Linked DNA regions of Zea mays: region 2 is linked to region 1. A link is a contact called in public Hi-C data. All regions are on one chromosome and are shown on one strand. Each heading gives the region's core, a stretch centred on a gene start, on an enhancer-like site or on the middle of the called end of the contact. The rest is flanking DNA. Distances are from core to core; before and after follow the strand shown. Region 1 holds the start of LOC100280715 (40S ribosomal protein S28). Region 2 holds the start of LOC100282834 (PP2Ac-5 - Phosphatase 2A isoform 5 belonging to family 2).

Region 1 (2,700 bases), core at 168-2,667:
GGTTGGATCACGATCTAATGGATCAGATTGTTTGCTTGCACGCTTGCATAGAAGGACTGCTTGCATAGCAGTCGTTGCCGACAATTACATATTATAGTATTGTAAAACTATGATTTTGATAAATACTGTTGCCAAACATACCCTCAACCGGATCATAAAAAACCAAACTGCAATCTTATCACCAGGCTCACAAATAATCATACAAGGCAGGTGTTTTGAAGGTCATACCAAAGTTTGACAAACATAGCACAATTAGATGACATCCAACTCCATACGAAAACTACCAATACACTATTCCGCCTCAACGCAGCCTCCTAGCCTCCCTCTCAGACTCGAGCAGTGTGAGGATGTCTCCCTCGCGAACCGGTCCCTTGACGTTCCTCATGATGAGACGGTTCTGGTCATCCAAGAACTTCACTCTGACCTGGGTAACCTGACCCCTGGAGCCGGTCCTTCCCATCACCTTCACCACAACAGCAAGCTTCACTTGGGTGTCCATACTGCACTTGTAGAAAGCATTTGTCAGTTGTCAAGGTGAATCAGGCCCTTTGTTCACAAAGTTCCTCAAATCACAGCTTTGAAGTAGAAACTGGCAAACAAATTAACAACATTACACAAACAAAAAACAAACTAGGAAAAAGAACACGCTCCATCTGGTGTCCAGCAGATTGCCTTTGCAGTATGAAAGAGAAGTGAAGTTCACAGGTTCTTGCTATGGCACAGTCCAAACTATTACCATCACCTTGCAGTCGGTAGGTTCTCCAAGAATGCTTGCCTGTTGTGGGCAATGCGCTAAGAAATAACTGTCCTTCACGATGTTCGATGCTTAATTAGACAAACCTACTGATCAGCTTTATTCACGGACTACATTTAAACCTGGAGACCCCTCAAAGTTCTACCACAAAGTCTCTACAGATCACATGAATAAGCAAGAACAGATTCCTGGTCACACAGCGCAGCATCCAACATTCAGAAGGAACAAAATCAGAGCTACCTACTCATCCATCACGTAGTAGCCATGGCACGAGAGAGAAAAAAACAGCTTAACACCAGAAGATTCAGGGCGCTCATACAACAACAACCAAGTCTCCCCAACTGTCAAAGATTTTATTCGCTGTACGCTGTCAGCCTTTTCGCTCAATGAAAATAACTAATGTGAAGCTTTGCTCCCCCGAATTGATAAAAAAAGTCTGGCAGACATGAAAGTGGTACTACAGTAACAAATGAATAAACACGCGACACAGCATAAAGCCTGCAGCTACGGCATATAACAGGGATGGATACACTGGAGATATAAGATGATCACCTCTCGCTTCTCGCGCAGAGTCGCGGACGGAGGACGACGGGCTTACGAAGGAAACCGGGGCGGCGGCGGCGATGACAGCACTGGAGGAGGAAGGAAACCCTAGGCCTATATATAACAAAAGTAGTGGGGTTTGCACTTTGTAGCTGAGCCCAGGGCCCCAGGCTGCCCTGGACGGGAACGGGACGCGCTGGCTGCCATTGCGCTAGACCGTCTGGGTGGGCGTGGGCCTCATCGAAAGCCAACTCGTGCGTTGGATTCAGTGTGGGCCGGACCGAGTTTCAGGCGTGACATGAATCATGATTGGCAGTTTCCAAAGGCCGGCCCGTTACGGCCCACGGAGACTGCTCGCGTCATTGCGCGCGTGCAAGCGCAATGGCAGTGCCTGTCGCATGTTGTGTCCTGAACTATCGACAATTCGACATAAAGTTCACGTGGCACCAAATTAATCAAAACCAGAAAAAACATGAATTCAGGTGTGTTTGATTGGGATGACAGAATGAAATAAGATAAGACGATCTTATAAATAATGTTGTTTGTTCAGAGTCAGAAGTTAGAATAAGACTATCTTAGTGTTGTTTCTCACAATTGGAGGGACGAGAAAAGACGACAAGGGACGTTTATATTCTGTTTGTCCTTAGCTGTCCCACAACCAAACCTTAGCTGTCCCGTAACCAAACGCATCCCTACGGCCTTGTTCGTTTGTGTCGGATTGCACCCGGAATCGTTACAACTAATCAAAGTTTATATAAATTAGAGAAGCAATTCGGTTAGAAATCGTTCCGACCCACCAATCCGGCACAAACGAACAAGGCCTAAATGGACGGACTAAGTCTCGCCTAAATGGACGGACTAAGTCTCGGTAACCGTTTCCTAGCTTTAAGAATCTAGAGATGTGATACGGCTTACCAAGTTTAAGAACCGCAGATGTATTTTACATCGACATTCGTACATTACTAAGATCTATCCCATTAACCGTGTCACGAGTGGAAGTTCTCTTGGCTGATCAAATGTTCAGATAAAACAGCAGTGCCAAGAACAAAAAGGATCAGCAGCCAGATGAGAGGTAAGGTACTGCTGATACCCCATCGCCTTAGCTTAGCTTAACCCATGCCCTAACATCTCGTACCCATAGCATAACAGGAACACACAGTGCAACTACTACAACAACAAGGACACCAGCAGCAAATTGTCTGTCACGTCACGTACTAGAAAGAACAACAACACATCAAATCCTACTGGTGGCACAACTTGACAGAGGGTCTAGAACGAGCTAGGCGACAGCTCTGGCACGAGCAGGAGGAGGTAGCCGGCGAGCAGCACCGCGAGTGCAGCACCGGCGGTCGCCGCCGAGGAGGAGACGCCGCGTCCGGTGGTCGCCTGCAGCGCGCGGGAGT
Region 2 (2,700 bases), core at 138-2,637, 290 kb before region 1:
ATTCCTATTTCCTAAAGAAGGGCAGACCTAGTGTAGTGGTGAGAGCTGTCTCATTGCATCAGATCACAGATTCAAAGCAATATCTTCGCAATTTATGAGAGAAGGTTTGCCTCGGTTTATCCCTTCTGCAGACCTCCGGCATTGGGTCTGCCACTTTTTTATAGACATCATTTTTAACTAAAGATTTAAGACCTGTGGCTCATGAGCAGTCTAGAGTATAGATAGGGCAATGAGACTATCTTAGCTAGTAGCTAGAAATTTTCTAAGTTCAGTCCGTTGTTACTAAACTGAGGACGACTTCGTGGCAAGTGGGGCCAATATAAAATGCAGTAGATGTTATAGTGATACTCATTTGGTTCCTTAACAATAAAGTGGCATATCCACGCCGCAGCTAACAATACTCAAGGCAAAAACAGTAAGGAAACTAACCGCTAGAAGATGCGTTCCATGGACAACTGGATCTAGACTCCCAAACCAAGCCCTAAAGGACCCAAACCGAGACATCCAAGTTCCAACAATCCCCAAAGCTCGTAATCCTCCAAGCCTTACGCACAAGAACGCCAGATTCAAGAAGAAAGGTCTAGGCCTCAAGTGAAAGGTGGCGCGTTTGGCACAGGAACCACCATCTGTGAGCTAACCTACATCTCTCGCAGCTAGGAGGCGCGCGTGCTAATCGAGGCCAAGAAAGGTGGGAGTGGAGCCGAGCTCACCAGTGGGACACGGACGCGGATACCCCCCGCACGCCGCGGCGGGGCGTCTCCGGCGGCCGCACGCATTGCGGATCGAGAAGAGTGGACGAGGAACACCCTCGAACTTGGCCTTCCTCTTCAGTCTCCACGAAGGTTTCCCCCTCTTGAACCAAAACCCAACGAGCAAAGAGGAGCGCAACCGCACAGGTGGCTCCCCTTCAAACGAGCAGTAGCTTTGACTCGAAAATCAGTCTCAGATGCGTTCTCCCCAGATCAGGCGACTAGGCACTAGGGATTGGTTTGCAGTCGCAAGCTCAATTTGGTCGGCAGACCGCAGATGAACTTCACCTCCGACTCGTGGGCCCGTTACCGGAGTCCTCTCGGCACAAGATGTGACTGAAAGATGGCCCCATGAAAGACGGGACCACCAAGTCAGTGACCCATTCTAACTCACGACACAACGCCCTGACAGGTGGGGTCCTGTGGGCCCCGGGTGACCTTCATCTTTCGGTCCTCGCTCCACGTTGCCCACAATGATCTGGCCCACTGACAGCGTGGACCCATACACCGACCAACTCCGAACCACTTGCCACGGCGCACGCGGCATGGAGCGAGCGGGCCCATATGTGGAGCAGGGAGGCCCACCTGGCGAGCGGGCTTCCCGATCAATCTCTCCAGCCTCTTTCTCGGATCCCCCCTCCCCGATTTCCTTCCCCACTCTGTCAGTCTAGTGCCCCGCGCGCGCTCTCTCGCCGCCTCGCCGCCGGCGACGAGCTTGAGCTCGAGCTCGAGCTGGTTTCTCGTATCGAAGACGCGGCCGCGGTATGGATCCCATGAACGTAGACAACGGCGGCTGCGGCGGCCTTGACGCGCAGATCGAGCAGCTGATGCAGTGCCGCCCGCTCGCCGAGCAGGAGGTGAGATCCAGTCCAGCTATACCCCCGTTCCATTCGGGTTTCCAGTTCGCTGGTTTGTATTTCGCGGTGTGATCTGCCGAATGATAAGACTGCCTTTGATCTGTTGCAAGGGCACGCTTAGGGTTTCTCGCCTTCTCTTCGGTGCACTGTTTGGTTGGAAGTGTGATCCGGTGTTCCGGTGGTTTGGGGGATATTTGAACCTCTTTTGGTATCTGGTGATTCGTTGGCATAGAGTGATGGTCTAGTGTGTAGTTTGTGCCTAGAGAGTGCAGCTTCGAATCATTCCGAATGTTGTGATTCAGATTTGATTCGTGTTAATAGATCTCCTTTTGTTCTCGCAGAAAAGTAGCACAAAAATGGAAAGCTGCATCTATTGTGATCTTCCAATTTAATCAAACTCAGACAAATATTTAGGGTGTGATAGTACAAACACTTATTTGCTCTGTTTTCAAGTCGTCCAACTAATCACGATTAATCGTTCAAGTCGGTTTGGACCCAAACCAATCGCGATTAATCGCCCAAGTTGTGCGACTAATAGTGATTAATCACGATTAAATGATTAATCATCCAAATCGGCCAGCCAGACTTGAAAACAATGCTTATTTGGTGGTTGCGTGCTATGTTTCCGCTTGGCCAAAAGAAGGGATACTTGGTGCATAGATGTGCAGGACTAACATTATTGGAATCGGCATAATGACTCCCACATATTTCAGGTTAAGGCCCTGTGCGAGAAGGCCAAGGAGATATTGATGGAGGAAAGCAACGTTCAGGTAAGCTGTGCTGGCAGTTTACCTCTCACTGATGGCTGGGTATTTTTCACAGTTTCACTCTAGGTGTAGGAGGTACCTATATTGATTGTTCCAAATGCTGTTGAACTAGTAGTATAATGTTTGCCATTGCATCGAATGAAGAACATTGTTTAATGTTTATTGTGATGCTCCATTTTGGTTGGCCCTTATTGTCGTACTATGTATCAATGATGTTATGATTAAGGAGTTGAACTTTGAATCTTTCAGTCTTGTCGCTTTCATTTTGATCGATAGATTCAGTGCTTTCATTTTAATCTGGTTCCTTGTAGAATGTAACACTAACAA

The links. A called contact is a pair of places that touch in the nucleus more often than the background predicts.
Region 2: a Hi-C map of endosperm shows a contact between it and region 1, with 2.8 times the contacts expected there. The contact joins the promoter of LOC100282834 here to the promoter of LOC100280715 in region 1. A contact is called at or near these places in 5 of 25 Hi-C or Micro-C datasets (ear, endosperm, leaf and 1 more).

The regions. Positions count from the first base shown.
Region 1 is chr1:14,215,210-14,217,909 of Zm-B73-REFERENCE-NAM-5.0, reverse strand. It overlaps LOC100280715 (40S ribosomal protein S28), which reads right to left and starts at 1,417. Exons shown (of 2, transcript NM_001153634.2): 1 at 1,307-1,417; 2 at 156-500. The coding sequence starts at 499. The coding sequence ends at 302. It overlaps LOC100194231 (putative bifunctional inhibitor/LTP/seed storage protein family), which reads right to left. Exons shown (of 3, transcript NM_001352340.1): 3 at 2,277-2,700. The coding sequence ends at 2,567.
Region 2 is chr1:14,505,364-14,508,063 of Zm-B73-REFERENCE-NAM-5.0, reverse strand. LOC100282834 (PP2Ac-5 - Phosphatase 2A isoform 5 belonging to family 2) reads left to right here and starts at 1,387. Exons shown (of 11, transcript NM_001155740.1): 1 at 1,387-1,606; 2 at 2,320-2,376. The coding sequence starts at 1,514. LOC100281098 (kelch motif family protein) reads right to left here and starts at 1,005. Exons shown (of 2, transcript NM_001154017.2): 1 at 711-1,005. The coding sequence starts at 776.